2 separate regions of the Salmo salar genome follow, and region 1 is linked to region 2. The links are chromatin contacts, called in public Hi-C maps. All regions are on one chromosome and are shown on one strand. The core of a region is the stretch at or near the end of the contact, and the rest is flanking DNA. Distances in the headings are between cores, read along the strand shown.

The links. A called contact is a pair of places that touch in the nucleus more often than the background predicts.
Region 1: a contact with region 2 is called in a Hi-C map of gill, with 3 times the contacts expected there. The contact joins the enhancer-like site here to the promoter of LOC106573601 in region 2. A contact is called at or near these places in 2 of 3 Hi-C or Micro-C datasets (gill and muscle).

What each region holds. Positions count from the first base shown.
Region 1 is chrssa16:38,526,830-38,530,968 of Ssal_v3.1, forward strand. No RefSeq gene overlaps it. Among protein-coding and RNA genes, the nearest start is that of LOC106573597, 24 kb to the right of the region's middle. Within about 2 kb of position 1,677, at least 2 of the 13 cell types and tissues checked have an H3K27ac peak or open chromatin away from gene starts, as enhancers often do. A contact at or near this core is called in gill, where this site is marked.
Region 2 is chrssa16:38,359,540-38,363,806 of Ssal_v3.1, forward strand. LOC106573601 (midnolin) reads left to right here and starts at 2,923. Exons shown (of 8, transcript XM_014148791.2): 1 at 2,923-3,599. The coding sequence starts at 3,524.

The sequences.
Region 1 (4,139 bases), core at 427-2,926, 170 kb after region 2:
TTGCACAGGTGACATGCTTCAGTTTTCCTGCATAAAATCACTTGCCACTAGGAGCGCCACTCCTGTGTGAGCATCTTCTTGTTTGCTTATGGCCCTTTACAGCTGGTCAGTTTGGTGGTAAATAGACAGCTACACAAAATATAGATCAAAACTATCTTGGTAAATAGTATGGTCTACAGCTTATGAGGTATTCTAACTCAGGTGAGCAGAACCTCGAGACTTCCATAATATTAGAGATTGACATCAAGCTGTTGTTAACAAAGACACACACACCATCCCCCTTGAGTCTACCCGACGCTGATGTTCTGTCCTGCCGATGTATAGAAAAAAACAGCTAGATTTATATGTCCTTGTTCAGCCACGACTCATAGAAACACACGTTATTACAGTTCTTCAGATCACGTTGATAGGAGAGTCTTGAACGGAGCTCATCCAGTTTATTCTCCAGTGATTGCACATTCGGCAATAGAACGGAGGGTAAAGGCAGTTTATCCACTCGCCGACGTAGTCTCGTCAGGTATTGCACACGGTGGCCTCTATAGCACTGCCTCTTCCTTTTTCGAGTGTAGGGAATTTGGGCCTGGTCCGGGATGAGCCGTACGGTATGTCCTTTCACCGCCATCTCAATGAAGTAGAAATCCTCCTCCTAATCAAGGCTAGTGATCGCTGTTCTGTCCAGAAGCTCTTTTCAGTCATAGGAAACTATGGCGGAAGCATTATGTTCATAAAAGTTAAGATCAGGGCAAAAAAACACTAAAAAGCACAATTGGTCAGGAGCCCATAAAGCAGACGCTATTCTCTCCAGCGGAATTCTCTTAAAAGTTTTGTTTATCATTAATGCTGATTATTCAGCTAATTATTATTTGAGGGGCTTTTTGGTTGAAGTTTATTTGTAGATAAAAAGAAAAGGAGCTCATTATTCTCTGGATTTGGCTTTGATCATTTTGGCATTTCACTTCTGCCACATTAAAGATACAGCTGATGCAACCAAAATGTCACCATTATTTCAGTGCAGCCACTGGAGAGAAGCTCCTTTCATTTCTGGAATCTGAAACAGCTCTAACCTTTTATCAACAATGCCACACTTTACGCCGTGCCGGCAGTGAAATTCCACATTCAATAAACACCATTCTACCAATATCCAGCCCTTTTTTCAGCAATGCCAATGTGCTTTGAAGAACTGTTGCCCAGTTGGCAAAGACAGAGAGGATATTAGCGCCTTGTTGACAAGAGAGAGGTGATATAAACAAAGTGAATCAAACACCTCAGGGCATCTTATGATGTCATGAGTCATAAACAGGTTTTATGTTGTTAGTTACAACACAGTGAGGCCATTCAGATCAGACTGTCCTGTGATATATAAGACTAGTTCAGCTTTGCTCATTGACACACCTCATCTCACAACCCACCACCTCTGTGTTTCTCCACTATCCTCATTCCAATTGCTTTGTAACCGCCTCCCAGGTGTGACCCCACCTGGGTTTGTCATTGCGTCCCATGGGTGATGTCACCTATGCAGTGCTGTATTCCAGGTAAACAACATCTCATACAGACAGTGAAACATCACCACGTACCAGCCTTTGATTCACAGCAGGGTGTTTGTCATTGTGGGTGTTTGTCATCCTGCTCCAATGCTCTTCTGTGACAATCTCCACCTAGTCAGTAAACACAGGAGGAAGCTCTCAACCCAAATATGGCCATGTAAGCCTATATAAATCCCTTGTTGGGAGACACACAGTGAAACATACAGGCCCTGGGCTCACATCACATGACCCAGCAAGCAGATGAGATGAGATGGCTAAGGTGTCAGCGCTTGGCATAACATGTTTCATAACGTGTCTCCCTTTCTTACCTCCCTCTATATCTCTCTCGCATCGCTATTCCTCCCCTTTCATTCTCTGTATTCCTTGTCCCTTGCTCCCTTTCCGTCTCCCTCCCTCTTTCCCCTCCTCCCTGTATCCCCTCCCTGCTCTCTCCACATTCCTCAGTGAGTGGGCGGAAGATTCATTGGGGATGTAGGAGCCCAAAAGGGCATGGGGTTCGCAGTTTGCTGTTCAACAAGAGAGACACGTTTTATCAGCCATTCCCATCTCTCTCCTCTCTGCAAGGCCACTTTGCTCCAATGAGTGAAAGTGGGTGACTAGACTGTATGGTGGTTCAAAGCCCTGAGGGGTGCAGAGGGACTGAAATGTGCCCCAGACTGCTCATCCATACTGGGATCACTGGACAGAGAAGTGCTGCAGTTCAGCCACTATGAACAGATCAGCTGCTCTCTCTCTCCCTATCTCTCTCTTCTGGGATAGGGAGGACAGTCACAGTCAGTCGTCAGCTAATGAGTGGAGGACCCCTGCTGGACACTAAGCGCTACAGCAGCTCTGCTGAGATCACGCTGTTCTCTTTGGAACCAACCTGGACTCAAAGGTAGACGTAACATAGTGAGCGTAAATCAAAGACACTCCAATTAGTAAAATATGTTAAATTTCGTATGGTATTTGTGGGTGTCCATTCGATTTCACTTGATATGTTACAAATTAGCAAAATATATGATGCGTTACTATTTCCTAATTGTTTGGCTAACGTTCGCTATGTGGCTAAAGTTAGCTAGGCTAAGGTTTAGAGGCTAGGGTTAAGGTTAGTGTTAGGAATTAGGTTAAAGGGTTAGGGGAAGGGTTAGTTAACATGCTAAGTAGTTGCAAAGTATCCAAAAAGTAGTAAGTAGTTGCTAAATTACTAATTGGCTAAAATATTAAATTCGAACACAGAACCTTTGGGTTGCTAAACTTTAGTGTTATACTCCTACCCATCCACCCCGACCAACCACCCTACATTCGTTTTTGCTTTAAGTAACTTTCTGTCTTATGTAACCATGCCAAATGTAACATTCACTACATTACCAAAAGTATGTGGACACCTGCTCATCGAACATCTCATCAAAATCATGGGCATTAATATGGAGTTGGTCCCCTCTTTGTTGCTATAACTACCTCCACTCTTCTGGGAAGGCTTTCCACTAGATGTTGGAACATTGCTGTGGGGACTTGCTTCCATTCAGCCACAAGCATTAGTGATGTTGGGCACTGATGTTGGGCGATTAGGCCTGCAGTCAGCGTTCCAATTAATCCCAAAGCTATTCGATGGGGTTGAGGTCAAGGCTCTGTGCAGGCAAGTCAAGTTCTTCCACACCAATTTCGACAACCCATTTTTGTATAGACCTCTCTTTGTGCACGGGGGCATTGTCATGCTGAAACAGGAAAGGGCCTTCCCCAAAATGTTGCCACAAAGTTCGAAGTACAGAATCGTCTAGAATGTCATTGTATGCTGTAGTGTTAAGATTTCCCTTCACTGGAACTAAGGGGCCTAGCCCGAACAATGAAAACAACCCCAGGCCATTATTCCTCCTCCATGCATTGGTACAGGTAGCGTTCTCCTGGCATCTGCTAAACCCAGATTCATCCATCGGCCTGCCAGATGGTGATGCGTGGTTCATCACTCTAGAGAACGCATTTCCACTGCTCCAGAGTTCAGTGGCGGTGAGCTATATACCACTCCAGCTGACACTTGGCATTGCACATGGTGATCTTAGGCTTGTATGCAGCTGCTTGGCCATGGAAACCCATTTCATGAAACTCCTGACGATGAGTTATTGTGCTGACGTTGCTTCCAGAGGCAGTTTGAAACTCAGTAGTAAGTGTTGCAACCGAGGACAGGCGATTTTTATATGCTACGCGCTTCAACACTCGGCGGTCCCATTTCGTGAGCTTGTGTGGCCTACCCCTTCATGGCTGAGCCATTGTTGCTCCTAGACATTTCCACTTCACAGTATCAGCACTTACAGTTGATCGGGGCAGCTCAAGCATGGCAGACATTTGACAAAATTACTTGTTGGAATGGTGAAATCCTATGACTGTGTCACGTTAAGTCACTGAGCTCTTCAGTAAGGCCATTCTACTGCCAATGTTTGTCTTTGGAGATTGCATGGCTGTGTGCTAAAAATTTTTTTTACACCTGTCAGCAATGTGTGTGGCTGAAATAGCTGAATCCACTAATTTCGAGGAGTGTCCACATACTTTTGTATATACAGTGCCTTCTGAAAGTATTCAGACCCCTTAACTTTTTCCACATTTTGTTAGGTTACAGCC
Region 2 (4,267 bases), core at 1,673-4,172:
TACTTGAATAACTCAAGTTCAGACTCATCTCTAAACTCTCAGGTTGGTTAACTTCCCACATCGTAAATCTATAAGGCTCACTCATCTGTGTCTGTGTATCCACTTACTGTCTTTATATACAGTGTCATTAGGCTGTGGCAGGTGTGTCCCACTGCCTTGCCGTGTGATTCAGGAGGATATCATCGCTTGAGATTAACAAGCCGTGAACCGCTTAAATCCGGCTTGTGTCTTTCACCGAAGCCGAGGGCGGTCCACTGGTGACTTTGATGGACTGGAATGCCGTTCACCCACACACATATGCCCACACAGGCCCCCCCCACACACACACAGACACACACAGACACACGTTCACAGTGTCACACTCCCACAAACATACTCACTGTCACAAACATCTGATATCAAATGTGAAATGTTTACAACCCACCCACACCACTCTCATGCTCCCTTGTCAATAAACTCTTTCCTGTCCAGAAGTATGTGAGAAGTTGCTGTGTATACTGTATATGGTAACTCTGTTAGTATGCTCTACGACCCCCACAAGTGTCACGGGACTCATTTAAAGGTAACCCATACAAATGAATGGAAGTGTGAAGGTAGTTTTGTGCCAACAACAAAAAATATCACTTCACATATCTTTGGAAGATACCTAAAGGGGTCCTAAAATTCTAGCTAAATGATGTATGGTATGACCTTCTTTAAACAATTCCATATGCCAGCTTAGAACCACCCTCACCCAACGGATTAAACTTTTAAGAAATAAGCAAAGGGCGATGGTAGAATGTGTCACTCCCTCTAAAACAAATGCCCGCTTCTCAGCCAAGAATGTTTTTTGCCCCCTGAGGAGAACAGGCTGTTATGAAACCCTTTTTTTGTCCTGTAAACACTGGACAACCAACATATGTATCAGTGCCAGGAAGCTGAGTCATGTGTGTGTGTGCACGGGTGGGTGTGTGCAATCATGAGGTAGCCTATAGCCTCAGCTTCAATAGGAGCAGTGTTTAACCATATTGTGTGTGTGGTGCTCAGTGCCATAAATGTATTCTCTTACACTACATATATAAAAGTATGTGGACACCCCTTCAAATTAGTGGATTTGGCTATTTCAGCCACACCTGTTGCTGACAGTTGTTTAAAATCGAGGACACAGCCATACAATCTCCATAGACAAACATTGGCAGTAGAATGGCCTTGCTGAAGAGCTCAGTGACTTTCGTGGCACCGTCATAGGATGCCACCTTTCCAACAAGTCAGTTTGTCAACTTTCTGCCCTGCTAGAGCTTCCCCTGTCAACTGTAAGTGCTGTTATTGTGAAGTGGAAACATCTAGGAGCAACAACGGCTCATCTGCGAAGTGGTAGGCCACACAAGCTCACAGAACGGGACAGCCGAGTGCTGAAGTGCGTAGCGCGTAAACATTGTCTGTCCTCAGTTGCTATATTGACTACCGAGTTCCAAACTGCCTCTGGAAGCAACGTCAGAACAATAACTGTTCGCCGGGAGCTACATGAAATGGGTTTCCATGGCCAAGCAGCCGCACACAAGCCTAAGATCACCATGCCCAATGCCAAGCGTCGGCTGGAGTGGTGTAAAGCTCACCGCCATTGTACTTCAGAGCAGTGGCAACGCTTTCTCTGCAGTGAGCTCTACGGACGAATCTGGTTTTGGCGAATGCAGACGAACGCTACCTACCCAAATGCATAGTGCCAACTGTAAAGTTTGATGGAGGAGGACTAATGGTATGGGGCTGTTTTTCATGGTTCGGGCTAGGCCCCTTAATTCCAGTGAAGGTAAATCTTAATGCTACAGCATACAATGGCATTCTAGATTATCCTGTGCTTCCAACTTTGTGGCAACAGTTTGGGGAAGGCCCTTTCCTGTTTCAGCATGACAATGCCCCCTTGCACAAAACGAGGTCCATATAGAAGTGTCTTGCGATATCGATGGGGGAGAACTTGACTGGCCTGCACAGTGCCCTGAACTCAACCCCATCGAACACCTTTGGGATGTATTTAAACACAGACTGACTGCGAACCAGGCCTAATCGCCCAACATCAGTGCCCGACCTCACTAATGCTCTTGTGGCTGAATGGAAGCAAGTCCCCGCAGTAATGTTCCAACTTCTAGTGGAAAGCCTTCCCAGAAGAGTGGAAGCTGTTATAGCAGCAAAGGGCAGACCAACTCCATATTAATACCCATGATTTTGGAATGAGATGTTCAATGAGCAGGTGTCCACATACTTTTGGTCATGTAGTGCATCTCTCAGACTCCTCCAGCAGTGTGGTGCTGGTCTCTCATCCCCCCTCTCTCATCGCTTCTCTCTTTTTCTCTCACCCCCCAACTCCCTCTCTCTGGTCCTGGGAGAAGCTGACTCATCATGCTGTGATGTTTGGGACTGTGACTCGTTTAGAGGCGTCTCTGCAACGTCTCTGCCTGTGGGTATGGGTTCATCATTGAAACACTTCAACCTCACTTGCATCAACAAGACTGTGTCCCCTGTCTTCAAGGAAATAAGGGGCATCGGGTTTATCAAATCATTGTGTTTCAAACTATATTGGCATCTTTGTAAAGTGTGCGACCGTGCTGACACACGACACAAATGAATATAACTACTTATGATGTAACATTACAATCTACATAGCAATTTACTGTATCACATCTACTTGTGGACTTCAGGTAAGGGTTTACTGATAGGTTTGCACACAAACTGACATGTACAATACTTGGTCTTAGCCTATCACATGAACAATGAATCACTTGTATTAATGTGTAATAACTGTCAAGGTATGATTCCTGGCATAGGATTGCCATTGTTTGAGGAGCAACCTGGAAGTCATCAACTGCAGAACTGGTCTCTTGCCAAATAAACCTTTATTTATATTCAGGTAGGCTGTATCCATGCATTGTGTTGTCCTGCACTGGTTGCCAAGTGATGTTTTTTCTGTTTTTTTTCTGTTGTCAGTGGAAGGTTACACCCCTCCTGAAATCGCTCCTTTTGTTAAGGTCGTAACTCAGTTGAATATGATTTATGTTTTTGTTCTTCGGGATAAAAGTCCTTACCCTTGTTTAGACTACAATAGATGCGCAATCACAGACACTAAAAATCCCGTGCATGATTTAAAGCTTTGCCCAAGCACATTTCCAAAGGTGGAGAACGAATTAGGCAGCAGATCTTGGAAACGAACTCTCATGTGAGGAAGAATTCCGTGGCTACCTTAAATGGCATCCTGACGCAGCAAGAACCGTAGTCTACTCTCCACCCATAACTGAGAGGGCTCGTTTAAAAGGTGTCTCGCCTCCCGAATTGCACTTGTAATACGAAAGACACTGGTGGGTAAACGTCATACAGGCATTTTAGGACAATTGGAACTCAAGCAGTGAGCAAGAGGAGTACAGAGCTGTCATTACTACTACAGTCGAGACGCACACATTTGTCTGCGAATTTACTGTCACAGTGGATAGGATAGTCTACTGACCTATGTGGATATAGCCTACTTCAGTCTTTCTCATAGTTTGGGAAGATTTACATGCCAAAGCTGGGGAAACGTGTTGGAAAAACCCAAGCTTTATCGCAAAGCTTTAAAGTTCTCGCCACAATAATTGGTAAGTTACATTCAAACGTTGGACTCATGTCAAACCTAAGAGTAGTCTTAGTGAATATTTGATAACTATGTACATTGATGATTCTAAAGTTTTAATAGCCTACCTTTGAATAAAGGTTAGAAATTTGCGTGGGTTAGATTTGGACATGTAACTCTTATCTTTGTTATGTTTCTAAAAGGCCACCTGGGGCACCTATTTGATAGCGGACATTGATACATTGTCTCACCGTTTGTTTTGGTTACATGCATTGCATTCAAATGGAGTTCTGCCAACTTCTAAGAGTTTCTAAATTATGCATCTACATGTAGCCAATTGACTTAATAATGAAATTGATATTGGCAATGGAATTGGTGTTATCTGCAGACAGTGAATGTGGTGGTTTGTATTGACCTATAGGACAGCTGATGACAGCTCGCATCCATATGTTATGCAATTATAAGCCGACCACACAGCCTAGCCCACCGCCTAGCCTACCTCCTATATAGATGCGAAGTGCAGAGTCTGTGATATTATATCATTATCCAGACTGACCTTACAGTCAGCTGCAGCTGTACTCAGAGGGAAATTGCCGGTAGACTAGCCTACTATTCATTCGAAATGTGTTATAAACACCTTCAACAACAAATAGACAAGTTAAGGCTCCCCAAGTGCCTCCATTGACCACTGGA